Linked DNA regions of Mus musculus: region 1 is linked to region 2. Evidence: chromatin contacts called from public HiChIP or PLAC-seq data. All regions are on one chromosome and are shown on one strand. The core of a region is the stretch at or near the end of the contact, and the rest is flanking DNA. Distances in the headings are between cores, read along the strand shown. Region 1 overlaps Copz2 (coatomer protein complex, subunit zeta 2). Region 2 overlaps Skap1 (src family associated phosphoprotein 1).

Region 1 (7,073 bases), core at 1,416-3,915, 150 kb before region 2:
GTCTCAAAAAACCAAAAAAACCAAAACCAAAACAAAAAAACAGAAAAACCAAAACCAAAACAACAACAAAACCAAACACCCCCCACAAACCAACCACACACATCTTGTGCTTTAAACCTGAATTCCCATCATACTCAGAAGAAGGTTTGAATTTTTAAAAAAGACTTATTTATGTATGTATATGAGTGCTCTTTGAATGTGGCTGCATAACAGAAGAGGACATCGTATCCTGTTATATATCTATATATAGAATATATATATATGGTCGTGAGCCACCCCGTGATTGCTGGGAATTGAGCTCAGGACCTTCAGAAGAGCAGCCAGTTCTCTTAACAGCTGAGCCATCTCTCCAGCTTGAGAGCTGATTTTTAAAGCTGCGTATACCTGGACATATGCCTTAAATCTAATCCCTTCTATGGCCTCTCCACGCCAACCCCACTGCTGTCCCTAGTTCCTCTCTGTGCCTGGCTCATCGCAGACACCTAAATATGTGAATACACTGACCCAGGTTGGGAGGAAAGTGAAGCTGAGTTGTGCACAGCAAATTATTCCCCTCGCCAGGGTTCCCATTAAAGAGCTCTACTGTACTAAGAGCTCAGAACTAATTCCTCCCCATAATCTAATAACAGTTTCTGCTTTACTTATTTTGAGACAGGCGCTGTTTTGCTATGTAGTCCAGAATAGCATCAAATTCGTGGCTCTCTTCCTGTCTCAGCCTCCAGAAAGCACATCGCTTCACAGTGTGTTTCAAAGAGGTTGAGGGCAAAGAAACTCGGACCTTTGGGCAGGCTGCTCTGCCCATTTCTCTCTCCAGGCCTGGCTGGCTCTACCAATGTTTGAGGCCCTGAGAAGAGCACGGGTGTCGCCTCCCACTCCTCCTGACAGCCGACAATGATCCAGTCACAGGGAGCCATCCATCAGTGTCGGGGTGAGAACCAATCCCACATGCCCTGCCTTTCTTGCCAGCCAATTGGAGGAAAGCAGGAGGAGCGTGCCTCTGTGTGTGTGTGTGTGTGTGTGTGTGTGTGTGTGTGTGTGTGTGTGTGTGTGTGTGGTGTGTGTTGTGTCTGGCACGTCCCTGTAATAAGTTAACAAGTTCTTGAGTTTGTATTTCCTCCTGTGCCCTCGGGCTGGGTGAGCCCACATTCCTGAGGTCTTGATTTCTGATCCGGTTCTTACTCTGTTGCAGGGAAAAGAGTGGCCCTAAGGATCCTTTCCCGCACACTCTTCGAAGCTGCTGGGTGCGATGGGCAAGACAAGGAAGGATGCCAGGGGTGGGCAGACTCGGGAAGGCAAGCCCTGGCTCAGAACTGCGGACGCCCTTCCCGAAATCCCTCAGGCTCCGGCCAGTGGCCACGATGATGAGGCTCTCATCTCGGAAAAGCTGGTGCAGCGGCCAGGGCTCCGGGCTGTCAGCCAGGCCTGCTGTCTAGGCGGCTCCACCTGGATGCAGAAAGCGAGGGGGGCAGGGAGACGCAATAGCCAGAAGACTGGACCTGCAGACTTGGGGTCATCACCACTATGGGAGCTCAGCTCAACGCAACCCCCCAGTCGCTGCTTTGCTAATCCCTCCCTATGGGATCAGGGTAGTAGCCTTTAGCCATAGCAAGTCAAGGAACACTTTCTTGTTACCTTTAACCATCTGTAGCCTAGGCTGGTCTCAAACACAGTAAATAGTTAGAAAATGACTTTCAACTTCTGATTCTCCAGCCTCCACCTCTCAAGAGACGAGATTATAGGCTTGTGTGTTCCACACCCTGTGAGGACCAAGTGCGAGTAAGGAATTCAGATATTGTAGTATAATGAGGAGTTTTCTATCCCCTATCGAGCGGAAGCTGCGATATACTTGTATATTCGAAACTTTCAGGGTCTCGGTGTATCCCTTAATAGAATGTGGACAGTATCGTGTAGTTCAGAGAGTTGTGTGAGCCAGCCTTCCTGGAGCTCCTAGCTTCTGCCTGATGCTTCCCATTCCCGTCCTCGCACAACTGAAATTGCAGGACCAAGTCAGGTCAGGCCGGGTTGCCAGGAGGCAGTTTACTCCTCCGGGCCTTGGCTCCATCCATGGTGGAGCCAAGTGCTACGGGTGGCTGAATATTTGAGAAATAATCCAAAGAATGTCTTTTCCGTCACCACACTGGCCCCTGAACTGCACAATTTTATTGTGCCACCTTCCCCCTCTCTCAGGATTGCCTTTTTGCAACTCTGGGCTGTGTGCACAGCGACTCTAGAAAGACACTATAGTAAGCGTTTACAATGAGTAGATAATCATCCCCGTATCTTCGTAGAGTTCTCTAATTACAGACGTAGTCAAATTCAGTATAAATATCTGTTTTGTTTTGTTTTGTTTTGTTTTGTTTTGAGATAGTGTCTCACGCAACCTAGGCTGATCTCCCACACTCACGGCCTGGAAATGACAACCACCGGGACAGGCTTTTATTAAGATCCAAGGCTCACCACTATTTTTATTACGGCGGCTGCCAAAAAGCTCTGCGTTGGGAGAGAAGTCGCGGGAAGTCACGCGTGATGGTTGCCAGGGCAACGCACTGGCTCTGGTGTCAGAGATCAGTGAGAAACACCGGGAGGAGGGTCGGTTCCACCTCAGGGGCGGAGTTATCGAGGCCCAGGACCCTGAGGTGTGCCCGTAGTACCTCCAGGTGGCGCTCTAGGACCACGGATGTGGTGAGGGGGCGGAGCTTCCTGCTGCGCGATGCTCCTGTGAGAGGCGGGGCCGGGGCGGAGCGTGGGAGCCGCTGAAAACCTCCAGGGATCCAAGAAGATGACACCCCACGCTGCCAAAGAAGAGTCCGCGGCGTGGAGACGCCGAAAGCGTATGGGTCACAGGAAAAACCGAGAGAAAGTTCAGAGATTGGGACTAGGGTAGGAAGGGGGTTCGGGATGCTCAGAAAGTTTATTCATCTCCATCCTTGAGATGTGTCGCCGTGAATCTCCTTCCGTCTGTCGCCTCTCTAGACACCCCTGTCCGTCCCTCCCCCGACCCCCGTCCTTCGCCTCCTCGTAGGTACACGGATGCTCTACACACACGCGCAGTGGCCACCACTCGGTGCCTTCTCGCCCCCAGATAGAGACAGCAAATTATAGAGCTCTACTGCCCAGGATCTATGCCAAGATAAGAATTCCGCGGTCCCAGGCGCGCCAAGAAAAATAGCCAAACAGTTCCTGGGTTTGTCAGAGTAAGCCTGACTCCCTTCCTTTCTGGAGCCTAGAATGGAAAAAACGACTCAAGGAATCCCTAGCGGAGCCTCCCTGTGGGTACTGCACAGACAAAATGGAGAAGCCATCTTCACTCTCCTTTTCCTGGAAGAATATTATTCCTGTTACTATGACTCTTACCATGCCACACCGTCGTGTTTAACCGCTCAACTACTCATGCAACACCAGGGTATCAGTGTTGCACCCCTCGTGTTAAACACAACCCTTTCCCTTGACCCACTCTGACCTCATTCACAGGTGTAGTGTACACGCGCACGTACACCACACACACACACACACACACACACACACACACACACACTTCAAAGTCAAGAAAGGAGGTCTTTGGGGGGGAAAAATGTAAGTTTATTAAGGCCTAGGACTGAGGATGTCAGAGGTCCGAGGGGAGGCAACTTTGCTGGTTCCCATGGCCCCAAGGCCAGGTTAGGATGCTGAGTAGGGGTGAGGGAGCTGGGGTCAAGCTTTTGCGTCTCAGAATCCCTGGCAGGAGACCTCAGGGATCAGTTCTGAGAGAGGCCTGAGAAGGCAGAGTGGTCTCTCTTGCGTCTTGAGATCTTGGGGCTTACGCGGGGACTGGCAAAAGTTCTCTGGGGAAGGAGCCTTGATTCCAAGGTCTTCATTTCAATAGCGACCATTTAATCTGTTCCTTGGCTGACTGAAGAACCTGAAGTGAGAGTAGGAGGTTGGGAGAAATATTTGAGAATGTCAGTGATTGGAGGTCGACAAGGGCGCCTCTCCAGCCCTGGCCACTAGATGGCAGCAGCTTGCCTCTTCTTTAATGAGATGAGGTTTTGGAGGCTAGGGCAGGTCCAGAGGGCTGCAACCCAGCTGGCTGCCTCCCAAGCCTGTCCAACTGTGGGTGAGGCGGTAGCCCCTGCCTCCCCTAAGCCATATCAGGCCACAGTAATAGTGCCTCCTCACCGCGCCATCAGGCAGGCAGAGACTGGGCCCAGGCTCAACCACGCCTGTGCTCAGACACTTGACACCGTAATAAACTTGTGATGCTGGTTTTGATGGGGTGTGTTCTCAGCACCCCATCCCATTTGCTGATGTGACAAAGCTGTCAGGTGTGTGTATGTGTGTGTGCTCCTACTACCAAGAAAAAACATCTCAGTCCAGTGTGTGCCCGTATCTGTGCCAATGTGCACACGTGATGCCAACACATGAGGGGGGACTCGGGATACTCAGACTGTCTCTCTGGGCATAAAGCCTCCTCCAAAATGTCCACCCCGCACTGTGTATGTCCTCCTCTCTTGGAATCTCCCTCTTTGCTGGGGACAGTGAAGTTCTTGAATCTCTGCTAAGGAACCTCTCTCTCTCCACGTTTCATTTTGTGTCCCTATAACTTTTGTGTTTCTTTAAGATTTCCACTAATCCTCATGTGTGGTGCCTATAATTTCAGGCCCTGGGAATATGAGGCAGGAGAGATAAGGGCTTCAAGGCCAGCCTGGGCTACATAACAAGGCCCTACCAGTCTTTATTTGTTGCTTGCTCATTTAGAAAGAGAGGAATTGTTTCCTGAGGATGTACAACTTAATTTTCCAGGTTTGGCAGCATGGCCAATCATGTAATTAATATAACTCTACCAGGTAAATTCTATTCTAGAGCCCTAGAGGTGCTGAGTAACTTGCCATTCAGTTTTTGTTGGCAAAGTAAAAGCTTAGGATGACTCAAATGAATACTAGGGGGTGGGAGTAGCAGTAGTGGTTTGGTTTTGTTTTGGTTTTGGTTTTGGTTTTTCGAGACAGGGTTTCTCTGTGTAGCCTTGGCTGTCCTGGAACTCGCTCTGTAGCCCAGGCTGGCCTCGAACTTAGAAATTCACCTGCCTCTGCCTCTCGAGTGCTGGAATTAAAGTGTTCTACCACTGTCTGGCTTGTGTTTGGTTTTGAAACAGTCTCGTTCTTTGATGCCCCAGCCTCCAAACTGGAAGCGCTGCATCAGGAGCATGCACTGCCCCACCATGCGGTGAAGTGCCTGGAGCCACACCCAGGGCTTCGCCTCCCATTCCAGCTGTGTTCTCTCTCTCTCTCTCTCTCTCTCTCTCTCTCTCTCTCTCTCTCTCTCTCTCTCTCTCTTTTTCCCGAGACAGGGTTTCTGTGTAGCCCTGGCTGTCCTGGAACTCACTCTGTAGACCAGGCTGGCCTAGAACTCAGAAATCCGCCTGCCTCTGCCTCCCGAGTGCTGGGATTAAAGGCGTGCGCCACCCCGCCCGGCTTGTATTCTTCTCTTTTAACTTTGTATGTGCATAGGTGTTTTGTCTGTCTGTATGTCTGCTTACCACATGTGTGCCTGGTGCCTGCAGAAGACACCAGTATTCCCTAGAACTAGTGTTACAAATGGTTGTGAGCCACCATGTGTATGCTTGGAATTGAACCCGGGTCCTCTGCAAGAGCAGTGAGTGCTCGTAACCACTGAGCCATGCAGTTAGCCCTCCCCAGCTGTTCTTCTCTTCTCTGCTCATCAACACTCCCCTTATAGAATGTTTAATATGGGGCTGGAGAGGTGGCTCAGTGGTTAAGAGCACTGGCTGCTCTTCCAGAGGTCCTGAGTTCAATTCCCAGCAACCACATGGCGGCTCACAACCATCTGTAATAGGATCTGATGCTTCTGGTGTGTCTGAAGACAGCTTCAGTGTACTCATATAAATAAAATAAATGAATATTTTAAAAAAAATAATGTTTAATATGTATTTCATGTATTTACTTTTGTGTGTTTATGTGGAGGTCAGCAAACACTTTTAGGGGGTCAGCTCTCTTATCTCGGTCAGACTCAGCCCATCAGGCTCGGAGGCAGGTGCCTCTACTTGCTGAGACATCTCAATGGACCGCTTATTACTGTTGCTTTAAGACAAGCTCTCATGTAGATCACTCTGGCTTCAAACTTGTTATGACTTTGAACTATTAATCCTCCTGTACACCTCCCAAGTGCTGAGATTACAGGTGTGCATCACCATGCCCAGGTTGGTTTATTTTATGCTATTTGATTTTACATAAAGTCTCCTGCTACATCCCTGCCTACACAGAAACTCACAGTGTAGCTCAGGCTGCCCTTGAACCTGAAATCATGTGGCCTCAACCTCCCAAGTGCTGAGACTGAAGGCGTGAGCCACTACTCCTGGCTCTTCTCAATCTACTTCCACTCTGAAAGCCAGCACGCAGCCACATTCTTTTCCAGCAGAACATGAGGAAACATGGGGGGCCACAGGGCAGGTGGGGTGCTGAGGACAGCGTAGGGAAGTGGGTCTCACATCTGGTGTTCCCCACTGATGACAAAGGCCCATCTCTGCAGGGCTACCATGTTAGGACTAGCTTATGCCAGGGAAGAAAACTTCTTAGAAACGGAGTAAGTCTGACAGAGCATAGGAGGTCAAACCATTAGGCTTGACTGTCAGGAAGTCTGTGAAGCTGGGGAATCAATCTGCTAACAGTAACCAGGACGGACGGACGGACACACACACACTCACACACACACACACTGCGCCGCTGTATTCTGCATGCATCTCAAGGCTGTGCAGCCGTGTGGTCGGCTTCTTTTCAACAGCCAAGCTACCAAGGGCAGATGTGATGAGTTCGGATCTTATGATAAGGTGATAAGGCCCTTAACTATCCCAGCATGGCCCCACATGGATTACCCGTCCAGGTTGGAGGGAATATGAGGGATCTGAGCCTCCACGTTGCCTTGGGTAACAAGTAACCTGGCATCACCAGGGTAGCTCGTTTAGGGTAGGAGATGAGGTGAGCAGGCGGGAATTTGCCCACCCATCTCTCACTGCCCAGTTGCCAAGAGCTCAGCAGCCTCCAATGGCTGGCTCTGAGTCACCAGTTCATCCCTTGCCCCAC
Region 2 (6,444 bases), core at 620-3,119:
TTTTTTTTTCCTTTTTTTTTTTTTAAGATTTATTTATTTATTATATGTAAATACACTGTAGCTGTCTTCAGACACTCCAGAAGAGGGCACCAGATCTCGTTACGGATGGTTGTGAGCCACCATGTGGTTGCTGGGATTTGAACTCCGGACCTTCGGAAGAACAGTCGGGTGCTCTTACCCACTGAGCCATCTCACCAGCCCCCGGCTCCACTCTTGTATATAAGCAGTGGGAGGTTTGGAGGCATTTTAGGGACCTCAGCTTGTTTGTCAGCAGTGTTTAGGAGGCAGGATGAACTTGGTCACTCAGAAGCTGGTGGTACAGTCCTTCCTTCTGACCCAGAGTAAGGAATCCCATCCTGTTTCCTGCGGTCTCTCTCCTTCACTCCCCCCCCCCCCCCCAGCATCAGTTTCATCCTCCCTGGCTTCTTTGGGCATCACATAGCTTTTCTCTGCAGCCCAGAAGGCAGAGTGGCTTGGAGATCGTTGGAACCTCAGGTGAAGCCTCATCCGGCTCTTTCCCCGAACCTGGGCTGGCGTGAGCTCTCTAGGAAGATCCTGGCCAAGCTGGGGAGAGCATCTCCTTTTAGGGAGTGTGGTGAATTAGATCGCTTTCTGCACCCTGCTGTTGCAATGGCACAGGCTGTGGAGGAAGATTCTCGGAGGAGCTCTGTTTTAATGTAGCAATTTGATTCAATTTTCCACTCTATAAAATTACCCATCACCGCTCGTTGCTTCCTAACAGACACCTTCACTCTTAATTTAACAATCCTATCGAATTCTGCCAGGGAAATTGGAAAAATTTATCACCTGTGAAATTTTATTTTCCTTTGGTTGTATCTGTTTTTGTAAAACTTCATTAACGACGATGACTTGCTGAGGAAATTATCATTTTTTTTTTAACTTCAGACACAAGAAATGGCTCGACCTCAACCAAGATATCATTTGCATAATAAAACACAACAACAACAACAACAACAACAACCACCACCACCGCCGCCGCCGCCAGGGGAAGTGGAGTCTGGCAGAGGCTGGAGGACTGAGGAGGATTGAACACTTCTTGGTGGGGCTTTGAGGACACACAGACTTGCAACTTGACTCAGAGAGCAATGACGTCGCTTGTCTCTCAGGCAAGAGACAAATAGGGAATACCTACTTAAGAAGGCTGGGTCCTCCTCTTAGGAAGCCTTGAGATGCAATTATTTACTGATAATGCTTTTAGCAAGGGGCCCTGTCTTCTGGGGCCTAAGTGTTGGGTTCACCTTAGTTTCCAGGTTCATCTGGGATGCAGGCTTAAATTGCTATAAATTTTGGCTTAATTTGAATTTCTTAGCAGAGTACTAAACTCCTGGCAAATTTCCACAGGAGCGCTTCCTGAATGGACTTGAAGATTCAGCTTTCCCATTGTCTAAATACCTCACAATTAAAAGGCTCAGGCTCCGGCTTTCCAGTCTGACCCCCACTGTGTTCTGTACTGTTCACCAGCTGCTGGATTCCCACCAGAAGTGGCTCTGCGGGAACAGTGATGACTGTGCGTTTTCTGAGATGCTAGTGAGCCTGCCTTGTGAAGGGGAGGGCTCCAGAGTCAACCGGCCCCAGCACGGGGAGAGGCGAGGCAGGGTAGGCTTACTCTGAGGAGATGAGATTTGACTCTGGGCGATGATGAGGTGTGTTCTATCAGAGTTTTACTGTATCAAGACCATTGTTGGCATCTGCACAATCCAGACTTTGGAAATCCTCCGTACCTTTGAGACAATGCTTTATCCTTCTCCAGATTCTACAGAAAGTAAGCCAGGGCTAGAGAGTTATGAGAACGCACCCCCAAACTCACAGCTAGCCAATGAGAAACAGAGGGAGTGGTCTCTAGCCTTTAACCTTCATGGCTCAAGAACAAGTGACGTCACGTCACGTGGTACCGCTGAAAGAGGATTTCATCTTGTTCCCAGAACAAGGCAGAGTCACCGGGCTTTTTACACCATCTCCTTCAGACAGTGAACCTTGAATAGGGATAACTTTGGGGGCTGTTTCGTTCTTTCGCATGTCAAGAGTTTTTTGTTTTTGTTGTTGTTTTTCTGAGCAGCAGGAGGTGGGTAGTTAGCCGGTGATGTATCTTACCTGGTAGGACTTCATAAATGTCCTCCTCTTTCTCAGTAGGCTCAGGCAAGGCCATGGCTCTGCACTGGGAGCCAGACCTTGGGGAGTCAAAGCCATCGACGTCATTGTACATTTCTTCCTCTTCTTTCTCTTCTTCCTCCTCTTCCTCCTCCTCCTCTTCGAAGGGAATGGTTAAGGAGCTAAGATCTGCAGCGGGAGCAAAGATAAGAATGAATAAAGATAGAAAAAAAAAGAAGTATAGGAAAGGAGGAGGTGAGAGAGGAGGAGGGATGAGAATAAAACATGTCAGGAGAAAATGAAACACTAGGTTAAGGGCTGTTATTTCTAATGCGGGCCTCAGTGGCAGGAAATCTACAGAAAAGGCCAGCCCGTCACTGCATCAGGTTTAACCCACCAACATAAATCCTCCCTGGCAATAAAACGTGGTCAGGATGAAGCAGCCCAGAAAAGTATGGGTATGGGAACGGAAACGCAAGGTGAAAGGAAGAAAATAGGCCAGGCGAGGCATTGCCTGTGTCCTATGCTCTGCTCGCCAAGCAGAAAACCGGATCGGTGAGCGATGGCTCCAAGTTGGCCAGGGTGACAGAGCCCAGGCAATATGGCGGAGTCTGAGCTCTCAGACGTTCATTTCCCGGTGGTCTCACTGTGGAATTCAGACAAATTTGTTCGTGGAGAGGGAAGAAAAACAAATGAGGAAAAGCAGCAGAAGAAAAGAAATGGGGGCACGGGAAAACACAACCGTGGTGTGACCAGACGGAATGGCCAAACAGCACAGTTACCATGTCCTTTTGCGGCCTGGATGACCTCAAAGTGGGTCACTGAGGAGGGGGTGTTCAGCCATTACCGCACTGGTGAGCACCAGGGCGGGGAGAAAGATTGGTTTCAATTCTGATAGGGGGATGGGAAGCTTGTTCTCTGCCTTCAGTGTGCTCCCGGAACCCCCACCCCCACCCCCACCCCACCACCGAGGGGCCGCTGCAGGACCCAGCGAGCACACTGAGCATACTCTGGGGACAGGAAGGATGGAGAGACAGGAACGGTTCATTTCGAAGCACAATAAAACTGCTTGGCTTGATTAGGCTTTTAATAAAGATTTCCCAACAAATTTCATCTGAATTCCGGCGACTTCATAGGAGGAAAGGATCAAAGGCACATTTGCGGCTGAAACCATATGTTATTATTTTGTTTGTTTTAAAATAAAATGGAATGAATAATTTCTTCAATGTGAGATTCTGAAAGTACCACAGGGTACAGCTCAATAAAGCTGCTTTGAGTTTTATTGAGGTTTATACACTTAGGGGTATATTACACGCATAAATCCTAGGCACCTAGATGAGAGTGTACCCTGTAGCCTCACCATCAACGCCCGTGTCTGCCTAGCTCCAGCCTATTATATGGGATGCTGCTGGTGCACGCAGTAGTTTGTTTTTGTGATAGCAGAGGTATAACTGAGGAAAAGAGGCAATTCTTGTAATTAAGGCTGGGGCGCTTTCTTCTTTTTTATCCACCATAAAATCTTACGGCAGAATAATAAACCGTGATGAGAAAGCTTGGTGTTTTTAGGTGGATTGTGTTTCTCCTTGAGACATGGGCCACGTACGGAGTTGGTGTTCTTGCATCTTACTGAGGCTCGTATGATGGTGTATGAAGGTCCTCTTAGGCCAAATCTACCTGTTTGGTCACTCTCAGGGGAAGGCTTCCTGGGCCATTGTGGCTGCTGCACCAGGCCTTCTGGCTGGCCAGCAGAGGGTACTCTAAGAACAGCCTTTAACCTCTTCAGGCAGGGCTCTTGCCATTCCCAAGGCAAGGTACATTTTATTGTGGCTTGGGAAACGACCATTTATTTTTAATGTCCAGTGTCCCTGACAGCCACCTAGATGAGTTTAAAACTCAACTTTTTAACAGAAAGGGAAAACAGGAGAGGAAGGACTTGGATCTCAATGACATGACGATTACTATGCAGGATTACCTTTGCAGATAAAAGGGGTGAAGTGGGGAGAGGACACTTAGCTAAGCAGCTTTCTGAATCTTTCCCAAATGACGATTAGTGGCTTGTCTACATGGTGTCAGTGGGTGAGCTATGACATCAGAGGTGACCTGACGCCTTTTCTTCCCATTCTTACAGGATACTATTTGTTGTTATATTTAAAGGCCACGTAGGGTAGGTAAGAGAGCCAGGAAAAAAACACTTAGAGAAACTTTTAGCTTAAACTCTCAAAATACAACTTCACCTGCCAGCCCACTCCCATAGCATGTAGTTTTGAAGTGGTGCCTCTTACCTTTTAACAAGAAACTTATTTGATCCACCCAGTCTCTGGCTTCAGCTGGACTAGAAGCTGTAAACTAGAGAAAAACAAGAGGATCAATGTATCCATCACAAAAAGTGCTCACGACTCCTGCTAGATAGACTCAAAGGAACCTGAGTATCAGAATAAGAGGCTCCGAGTTTCTGAGTTTCAGAATTGAGCTCGGTGCTCAGAGTTCTCTGTTTTCTTATCATTCAGAAAACAAACAAACAAACAAAACCACCAAGACACCTCACACAGCCGCGCTGTGCCTTCAGCAATTTCACACACCAGAGAGAACAGCTCTTTAAGTCGAGATGTTGATGTCCATGTATACCCACTCACTCGATTACGTCTTTATCATGGATTTGTTGGGGAAAAGTTTATAGAAAGAGAAGCAAAGTGCCATAGATGTGAGACTAGAATACTACAAGGGAGAGGTCTTTGGCAGCAGGGAGATTTGTTTTTCTTTTCTTTTTTAAAGATTTTAGCTGGGCGTGGTAGCGCAAGCCTTTAATCCCAGCACTTGGGAGGCAGAGGCAGGTGGATTTCTGAGTTCGAGGCCTGCCTGGTCTACAAAGTGAGTTCCAGGACAGCCAGGGCTACAGAGAAACTCTGTCTTGAAAAACCAAAAAAAAAAAAAAAATAAGATTTTTATTTATTTTATGTATATGAACACACTGTAGCTGTCCTCAGACACACCAGAAGAGGGCATTGGATCCCATTACAGATGGTTGTGAGCCACCTTGTGGTTGCTGGGAATTGAACTCAGGACCTCTGGAAGGGCAATCAGTGCTCTTAACTGCTGAGCCACGTGAGCACGAGAACATCAGGTGTGAGGCCTATGAGCAGATGAGATGGGCTGAAGTCCAAGCACAGGTAGGGAGCAGAGGCACTGGCAGGAAGGCTCTGACTAGACTTAAAATGTAGGCGACAGGAAGCCACGTCCAGTTCCAGCAAAGACTGTGGGTATTTCAATAGCTGTGGCTAGGAAGGGTTTGAATGGGGGTGTCTGGAGATTAGAGACCAATTAGGAAGCTGTTTAAGTAGCCCGCTGGGTGAAGTGACAGGAACTTAGCTATTGCAATGACTTTGGGATTAAATAAGGAGAGGAAGAAAAGGCCAAAGGAAGGCTCCACGGCCCAGAGGGATGGTTTGGATTCAATGGGCCAAAGACAGGCATCGGGCATCAAAACAGACCGCATTCTGATTCACCAAACAGAGCAGTCAAGCACTAAGCCTTTGTAATTTTAAAAATGAATCAACTTGAAATAAAAGAACATTTTAACTCTATGGTCATTAGGGTTTGATAAAGGTTCATGGTGCATAAGAAATGTAGGCTCATGGATTCTCCTCTCTCTCTCTCTCTCTCCCTCTCTCTCTCTCTCTCTCTCTGCGCATCACAAGCAAGTATATATATTCTTTGTATGCATGCAGAGGCCAGGGGAGGGCGCTGATGGTTTCCTCTTTCCCTATCCCCTTTGAGGCAGAGTCTCTCCTTGAACATTGAGCTCCTGTTTTTGTTTTTTTGTTTTTGGCTCAGCTGGCACTCAGCAGGCCCCAGCAATCCCTTGGTCTCTCTTCCCCACTGTGCTTGAGACCCTACTCGTTATATGGGCTGTGGATTTGAACTCAGGTTTTCATCTGAATCATCTCTCCAACATACTCATAGTTTCTGAAAAACCACCCAGTTCTATAAAGTGTTTCTAGGGGACACTGGTTTGAGCTTTCTCACATAAAACTTTTATCTGGACATGTATTTTATCTGGATAAATATTATAATTTAATAATAAAAACAACTTCGAAACATGCTGAGATATAATGAAAACATGGAAAACATTTTCACTCTGTAGTTAAAGATTATTTTGGATTTCATGGAAGGACTTCAGGGTGACAGAACGGGGACTGTAGCTGTGGAATCAGTGTGTGTGTAAAGAACTGGACTGTGGGTTGCAATAAGCAAGAATCTCACCTTGTGGGCTGAGACTGGGAAGAATGGAGAGGGGTAAAGTCACGAAAGACAAGTAAAGGCGGCATCTAGGAAGAG

Evidence for each region. HiChIP or PLAC-seq counts read pairs in DNA pulled down with a chosen protein or histone mark.
Region 1: a contact with region 2 is called in an H3K4me3 HiChIP or PLAC-seq map of stem cell-derived neural progenitor cells, with 36 read pairs. The contact joins two enhancer-like sites. A contact is called at or near these places in 1 of 39 promoter capture datasets (embryonic stem cells), 3 of 15 datasets of contacts at CTCF or cohesin (the NIH/3T3 cell line, embryonic stem cells and large pre-B cells), 5 of 484 Hi-C or Micro-C datasets (the HPC-7 cell line and embryonic stem cells), 5 of 115 datasets of contacts at active chromatin or transcription factors (embryonic stem cells and stem cell-derived neural progenitor cells) and 4 of 9 other capture datasets (adipose tissue, embryonic stem cells, liver and 1 more).

The regions. Positions count from the first base shown.
Region 1 is chr11:96,857,688-96,864,760 of GRCm38.p6, reverse strand. It overlaps Copz2 (coatomer protein complex, subunit zeta 2), which reads right to left. Exons shown (of 9, transcript NM_019877.2): 9 at 3,558-3,898. The coding sequence ends at 3,851. Gm11523 (a long non-coding RNA gene) reads left to right here. Exons shown (of 4, transcript XR_880183.2): 3 at 656-928; 4 at 1,190-2,319. Among named protein-coding and RNA genes, the nearest start is that of Mir152, 11 kb to the right of the region's middle. Within about 2 kb of position 2,665, at least 187 of the 459 cell types and tissues checked have an H3K27ac peak or open chromatin away from gene starts, as enhancers often do. A contact at or near this core is called in stem cell-derived neural progenitor cells, where this site is marked.
Region 2 is chr11:96,708,871-96,715,314 of GRCm38.p6, reverse strand. Skap1 (src family associated phosphoprotein 1) reads right to left here. Exons shown (of 12, transcript NM_001177899.1): 8 at 4,392-4,455; 9 at 2,113-2,298. Among named protein-coding and RNA genes, the nearest start is that of Snx11, 65 kb to the left of the region's middle. Within about 2 kb of position 1,869, at least 21 of the 459 cell types and tissues checked have an H3K27ac peak or open chromatin away from gene starts, as enhancers often do. A contact at or near this core is called in stem cell-derived neural progenitor cells, where this site is marked.